2 separate regions of the Neogale vison genome follow, and region 1 is linked to region 2. Evidence: chromatin contacts called from public Hi-C data. All regions are on one chromosome and are shown on one strand. The core of a region is the stretch at or near the end of the contact, and the rest is flanking DNA. Distances in the headings are between cores, read along the strand shown. Region 1 holds the start of SNX27 (sorting nexin-27). Region 2 holds the start of POGZ (pogo transposable element with ZNF domain).

Region 1 (3,935 bases), core at 803-3,302, 140 kb after region 2:
TTTTATATGTCATCAGACCTCTCTCTGCAACGTAACTTTTACTGTCTTTTTTTTTTTTTAAGATTTTATTTATTTATTTAGTTGAGAGACAGAGAGTGTGTGGGGCAGGGCAGAGGCAGAGAGAGCTGGAGAGAGAATGTGAAGCAGACTCTGCGCTGAGTATGGAGCCCAACCTGAGGCTCGATCGAAGGACCTCAAGATCATGACCTCAGCTGAAACCCAGAGTCAGACACTCGACAGACTGAGCCACCCAGGTTCCCTGATTTTCTTTTCTTTTTTACACTGTGAATCCCTGTAGCTCCTCCTGGATTGTTTACTAGCTCTATGGATTCTCTACGCCTGTTTATTCATCTATAAGTAGGGCACATTATAGGATTGTGAAGATTAAATAAAATTATAGATGTAAAGTGCTTAGAACAGTGTTGGGCACATAGTAATGTTGAGAGAAACAGTTCTTTATGGGTCTCTCATGCTTCTACCCATCTTCCTGGGTATGCCAAAAGTGCAAGACCCTGACTGCTCTTCACCAGGGTCAATTCTCAAGGTTGCATTTAGAGTGAGCAACTTTAAGGAAAGAAGTAATGTCTCCCTACAGGACAGAGAACAGGTTTGTCATTGCTTCCTATGAAAAGGCAGTTTTCCCCCAACTCAGTGTTCCTTGGTTGTGCACAACCAAGTAAGTGCACAGCCTTCATGTGAGCCCTTGTAAGACCTGGGGGAAGAGGAATTGACACAACTGTTGAAGCTCATGTTGCTTCCTGTGTGGTAATAGCCCTTTGTCTCCGACCCAGTAATTCTGTGTCTTTTGTCAGCATCCACAAAACAGTAACAGACTGGGCACCTGAGTGGCTCAGTGGGTTAAGCCGCTGCCTTCAGCTCGGGTCATGATCTCGGGATCCTGGGATCGAGTCCCACATCGGGCTCTCTGCTCAGCAGGGAGCCTGCTTCCTCCTCTCTCTCTCTCTGCCTGCTTCTCTGCCTACTTGTGATCTCTCTCTGTCAAATAAATAAATAAAATCTTTAAGAAAAAAAAAAAAACAGTAACAGACTAACTTATGTCGAGTCACAGACATCAGTCAGGAGGGTAAACTGAAATACCAGACTCGAGTACTAAGTGCTTAAGTAAACTATTTTCATTATTTTGGCTCTTGCTCTTCTTTCTTGCCTTTGCTGGGCATTCTGCACACTCTCTGTGAGTGTGCATTTGGGTAGGTAGCTGAAAAGCATCAACTGGGCCATTGGCCAAGAATTCTACAGTGCTGTTTGGGGAAACAAAATAAATCAGAAATAAAGGATTACTTCAAAATCATTGCCCAATTTAAATTATTACTTAGCCCCTCTAATATCCAGTTCTAAATCGCCGAGACTGTAGTTTTCTCTGCATACATTTTCTGTATACTTGGAGTATAGTTTTTATATAGTTACAACACGTGAAAGTTGCGAAAAAATAACCGGGTCTTATTTCCTGTTAGCTAATAGCTGAATGAGTTTGGGCTCTCTACAGTTCAGTTTCCAAATAAGTGAAATACAGAAATGAATTCATGATCCACTCAGCTCACAAGGTTGTTGGGGCCACGGAATAAAATAATGTATGCTAACACAGAAGGTACTGAACAAATGAGTTGTTATGATTTAAGGTTGCAACTTAAGGCTGTCGAGTCACAAACATCAGTTTATCCTAATATTTTGCTTTAGAGGCTACAAAATGAGTTCTGAAATGAAAGAAGAAAAAAACTTGACCGCATGTCAACAGTTGAAACAGTCCGCCGCACTCGATGCAGTGTTAGTCGCCCAAACTACAACTCCCGTCAGGCTTTGTCCCCGAACTACGTCACACATAACCTCCGCTCCGCCCCGGGCCCTGCCCTCACCCCCGCCCCCACCGTCCAGAAACTACAACTCCCAGGAGGCGCCACGGGCCTAACCGTCCGTTTCCCCCCGCCCCCAGCCTCCCCTTTACCCCCTCCGGCGGCTCTGTGACGGACTCGGGTCCCGCGGGTGGCGGAGCGGGCGCGCGCGTAGGGGGGTCGCGCGGCTGCTGAACAGAGCGAACGCGCGCGAATAGGGAGTGGAGGCGTAGGGGGGCGGCGGTAGGGCTCGCTCGCTCGCAAGATGGCGGACGAGGACGGGGAAGGGATTCACCCCTCAGCCCCTCACAGAAACGGGGGTGGCGGCGGCGGTGGGGGGTCCGGGCTCCACTGCACCGGGAACGGCGGCGGGGGAGGCGGCGGCCCGCGGGTCGTGCGCATCGTCAAGTCCGAGTCCGGCTACGGCTTCAACGTGCGGGGCCAAGTGAGCGAGGGCGGGCAACTGCGGAGCATCAACGGGGAGCTGTACGCGCCGCTGCAGCATGTGAGCGCCGTGCTGCCCGGGGGGGCGGCCGACCGGGCCGGGGTGCGCAAGGGGGACCGCATCCTGGAGGTGTGAGTATCTGGGCGCCCGCCGCCCCACCCCGCCCCGCCCCCTCCGGCCGTCCCTGCATCTCACTCTACCCCTGTCGCGCTCAGGCCCCACTGTCCCCCCCTCCCCCCTCCAGCCCCGGAACCGGCCCTAGGGACTCCGTTCCCCTCAGGCCCCGCACCTCCTTGGGGTTGACCCTTTCACCTCCCGGCTCCCAGGGTTTTCGCAACCCGCACCTCCCTACTTGTAACCAGTCTACGTCCCTGCGCCCCCGCTGTTTTTACCCCTGCCCCCATTCTTCTGCCTTCTTTTCGGCCCCATTGCTTTACCCCTGGGTATGCCGCTCTCTTCCCCTCGCTGCCCTCATAATGGACTTCTGTCCCCTGCTGACGGAATCTCCTTTTCTGACTCCCCAAGTTTTCATCTTAAGCATCGTAGTTTTTGTTCGCCGCTGCGGTCAACCCTCATGGACCGTCCCTCTGTCCTCTAGACCAAGTAGGCAAACCTGTGATCGGCTCCCACTTTTCCTGCGGAAATATCATCCCTCTACTGCACTCCTTTTGCTTTCCTTAGTTACCCTCTCCCGTGGTTAAGCACCCCCTCATTTTTTCTATCCTGCCTTGTGTCCCTTTCCCCCCCTCCCTTTTGATTTCACACTCCCAAGAGGGTACCTTCTTCTCTGATCCTTGCTTGCATGCCTTTGTTTTTGTTTTTGTTTTGGTGGTGGAGGAGGGTGTCTCTGACACTAGTTTCTTTACACTATTGTGTAAAGAATATCCCATCTCACACAAGCATTTCGAATCTAGTGTCTACCATTTCCATGTACCTCTGTGAGCATCCGTATTCTGAGCCCCCCCCCTTTTCTGATCTTCATTTTTGCACCAAACTCCTTTTTAGTCAGGATTATGGTGGAGCTCTCCTTCATTCCTGCTTCCCCCCAAATTATGCTCCTCTTTCGGGTCTTTGACCTCCTTACTTTATTGGGGCATGCCCTTTATATTCTCTCTTACTACATCCTCTTGTGATCCCACGCTTGAGTTTATCCTATTCTTTATCTCCTCCAGGCTGCTTTCACTTCTCAGTTTAGGCTCTTGCTGCTGCTGCAACCCATCCTCTTCCTACTGCAGCCCCTCCACCTTCATACTCCTTCAACCTTACTTCGCACTGCATCCCAGAGCTCTGCTGCCTTGTCTTCCTGTGTTTCTGTGCAGACCTCCTCCATCACTCTCATCCAGGTTTTACCTTGATGCCTTTATACTTTGTATTAAAATTTATATAGTGATTGCTGGTTGACTCTCATTACCTCCATTCTCCTCAGCAGTCTTCAATCCTGTATCTCTTGTGTTCTTACTGAACCTTATTTTTTCCACACTTTTGCCCTCTCCCTCAGTGCTTGGATTTGTCCTCATGAGGTCTTTCTCATTTTTTATAAATGTTATTTTAGTTATAATTTCCACAACCTTCAGTCTCTCCTGTAGGAAAACAGTAGGTTTGCCGAAGTTTTCAAAGAGGTTAGTATCATGAGGATCTAGCCT
Region 2 (3,844 bases), core at 1,307-3,806:
TACCTTCTTACGCAGCGTAAGTGCTTTATGCATCCTTCCCATTCACATTCTTAAAAATTAAAAAAAAAAAAAACTACTGAAGAGTTGAGCTTTAGTAAAAATCATTTTTACTGGTTCATCAAGGGCATTCTCACATGGTGTGCTAAGGCGCCACCAATACTTTTACCCAGCTTTGCTTTTGGACCATCAGTGCAAATGTCACTGGAAAAAAGATAAATAGCATCTTAGCATTTTCTATTCTGAAAATAGTTATGACCTCTCAGCTCCCCTGAAAGGGTATGAAGAATCCCCAGAGATCAGCGGGTCACACTTTAAGAACTGCTTTCCCAGGGGGCCTGGGTGGCTCAGTTGGTTAAGCACCTGCCTTCAGCTCAGGTTATCATCTCAGGGCCCTGCAACCCAGACCAACACCCGGCTCCCTGCACAGGGCAGAATCTTGCTTCTCTCTCCCCCTCTGCCCCTGCACCCCCTAATTGTGCTCTCTCGTTTGTTTTCTCAAATAAATCTAAAACAAACAAACAAAACAAAACCTTGCTTTCCTAGATTATACCACCAAAATCTAGGTGGGGGTGGAAACAAACAAAATCCTGTTCATCCCAAGAATCTCCATCTGTTCTTTTAGTTTGAGATACACCACCACCATGACTGTTATAACGATACTTTACGGGGAAGGAAATTAAGGACGTAAATTGTCATTTAATTGTTTTAATATTATATACTGAGCACTTTTACACTAAACCAATAATTCTAATGGGGTGGTTACCTCAGCCAAAGGGCTGCAAGTTAAAAATGTAAAAAAGATGGCACTGCCTAAGAGTCTCCCAAAGAGACTTGGGGATGAGGGCCCCCAAGGAGCTCTTTCAGCAATCTCCAAGGAACTTTATAAGTATCCCAAAGTTAAAGATTGTGCGACCTAGTTCGAATTCAGAGTCCAACTCCCAGTCCCAAGAGCAGCTCAGGGTCTGGAAATTCAACGTCGTTCATCAGGAAGCAGCCCTGTCTGCCCCTGCCATTTCCCCTCCCTCTAGAAGGGAAAATCCTTTGAAAGTAAAACCATTTCTCTGGGGTTTTGAGCTGCGGTGGGAGGTGTCTAAAAAAGAGTGTTGCAGACTAGTTTACAATCTGCAACAAGAAGGCAGTTGTTCTGAGATGGTAGAACTCTTTCCCAATTTCCATTTCGAAAACGAGACTGGGTTAATTGACTTCCATGACTCTTCTCAGCTCTACCTTTTTCTGAGCTGAGAACGTCCAAAAAAAAGTGAGCAGAGATACGTCCAGTTATGTCCTGTTAATAACTCCGCGTCTGATGGGAGAGGAAATCAGGGCAACTCGCAGAAAGGAAGGAAAAGCAGGTGGATCAACGACACCACTCCTTTCCAGTAGGTGCTGAGAATCTAGAAAAAATAGTCCCTTGGATAAACATGGCGCCCACCGCGGCAGGATATAATCATCAGAAAATAAAAGATTTTTCCGCCTCATCCCATCTTATAAATCACGGCGCCAACCCAAAGAAATTTTAGGACCAAGGAAGAAGACTTTGTAAACTAACCGCAGTGCACTAAGGCTTAAGATGTACTACTGAACCGAGCTGAGATTACATAACACAAGGGAGCGGCACAGCGATCACTCATTTTCCTCCTCGCGCTCAAAAAGGCCGCCCCACTCCTTCGCCGGCGGGGGCGCGGCGGGAGAACCGAGCACTACCCCCCACCCCGGGACGTCACCTCGCCGCGGCCTCGCCCCCTCGCCCCCTCGCCCGCCCCTCCCGTCGCGCCCTGCAGTCTCACAGCCGCCCGCGCCCCCGCCCCCTTCCTCGCGGGCCGCCGCCTGCGCCCGCGCCCGCCCACTCCTTCGAGACGCCTCGCGCCGGGCGTGCGTGTGGACGTCGGGTGTGTGCGGGGCCGTGGGGCGCGAGTGCGCGCGCGCGCGCGCCGTGCCGGACGCCGGGGGGCGGGGGCGGGCGGCCGGCAGGCAAGTAGGGGCTGCCCGGCCCGACCCGCCGCGCGGCTACCGCGGCTCCCGGGGCGCACGCACTCACACTCGCGCTCGCGCGCCGCGCCCCACGCCCGCCGCCACCGCGAGCCGCACCGCCACTTGCGGGGGGGCGGGGGCGCGCGCCACCGGGCCCCCGCCCCCACCCCTCGCGCACCCGCCCCATCCCCCTCTCATTGTCTCGCCTCGGAGCGCCTCGCCTAGCGAAAAGATAACGGAACCCTCGGGAGAAGGGGGTGGGGAGAGAGAAGTCTCGCCCGCTCGCTCACTCACCTCCCGTGGTCGTCGCCGCCGGTAGTCTGACCCGAAGAAGGCGCCGTCGCCTTAAAGGGACCTTGCACCCGGCGCCGGGAGAAGGGGGTGGGAGCAGGGGAGGGGACGGGGGCTTGGGGGAGACGGCTGAGAGGGAACCGTTGAGAGCTCGTCTCCCCGAGGGTGAAAGAAACCTCCCTCGGGTTCGAGTGATTTGGGGTGGATTTTTTTTCCCGAGGGGGGCGGGGGGGCCCCGAGGGAGGGGGTGGGGGGGCCAAGGAATGCGGCTCCGTGTACGGGAGCTGGCGCGGGGGAGAGAAACGCCGACTCCCCCCACCGACCCTCTCGCCCCGCGGAGGGATACGTCTCGTCACTTCCGCCCTCCCCCTCTCGTGGCCTTTCAATTGGTTGGAGCGTGTGGCACGTCATGGGCTCATCCTAACTCCTGCCTGGGCTTCTTTCTAGTCAAGTTTGTCTGGGCCTGCAAATAAATAAATAAATAAATACTTTTTTTTTTTTTTTTTAATGAAATAAAGAATAATTAGCTTCAGAAGCAACATATAAATTTTGGTGAGAAAAATGGCATTTCCAAAGAAAAGATTGCCCAAATCACTTGCCTCACTTTCCAAGTAAATTTTGGGAATCTCCTCACTTTCCAGCCAAGGCTTGAACCTAACCAAGAGGGGAACCTCATACCTCAGGCCAGATGGTGAGGCCCAATGGCACCAACAACTGTCATTAGAACAAAGGCAGCAAAATGGCACACACTCTTCCTCAGGAGGCATTCAGCCAAGTAGCCTTATGGCATTAGCCTTAAGTAAAGAACTTTTAAGATCCATTTTTATTCTGAGGGCTTCTGGATTCTGGAAAAAGATCGCATATATTGTTTATCAAAGTCATTCATGTATGGAAACTACTTTGAAGCCATTTTCAATAGACTCAGCAGAGATCCTCCATTCTAAGAAAACGTAGATTCCACATCTGTGCTTTTTGGTCCAATTGAGGCTGAGATGGATTGGCCCAAAGAAACCAATGGGTCCAGTCAAGACCATCCTCCTGTAATTCTTCCCCAAACAAAAAGTAACTTCCAGGTAGCTAAGAAATTTTGTCCTTTTTTACTTCTAGAGTTGATAATATTGTAATATTTTCCTTGGATATGTGAGTATATTGTTGCTCTCCAAGCAATACACAAATACTTGCTCCAAACCAAATGTAAATTGAAGTACTTCATGCAAGTCTGGGGAGATTCAGAACCATATTTATTCATTTTTTTATGTATGTACATTCCATTTAAACCACCAGACCAAAAATAGGCCATGGAAGTAGGCATTACAAATTGTGCACCCATGCAGGTGTGTGTACATGATGCCACCCATTTTCATTCCACTTCATCTCATTTCATACCAAGAATGTGTGAATTATTTCAGCTTGTCATTTTTAGCAAGATCTTTATTATTTGGATTGGGAAAAAAAAACACTAATCCTTCTGAAAGTGCTTCTGAAGCCTTTCCAGACCTGATCTGGAAAAGTCCATGATGGGATTATGGAATCAATCACCGGAAGAAAAATTCTACATGAAGCTCAAATCCTATTTTATGCT

Evidence for each region. Hi-C and Micro-C count contacts between places; a contact is called where the count stands out from the background.
Region 1: a contact with region 2 is called in a Hi-C map of muscle, with 2.5 times the contacts expected there. The contact joins the promoter of SNX27 here to the promoter of POGZ in region 2. A contact is called at or near these places in 2 of 3 Hi-C or Micro-C datasets (fibroblasts and muscle).

What each region holds. Positions count from the first base shown.
Region 1 is chr2:108,053,135-108,057,069 of ASM_NN_V1, forward strand. It overlaps SNX27 (sorting nexin-27), which reads left to right and starts at 2,053. Exons shown (of 12, transcript XM_044239241.1): 1 at 2,053-2,423. The coding sequence starts at 2,113.
Region 2 is chr2:107,914,877-107,918,720 of ASM_NN_V1, forward strand. POGZ (pogo transposable element with ZNF domain) reads right to left here and starts at 2,557. Exons shown (of 19, transcript XM_044239226.1): 1 at 2,266-2,557.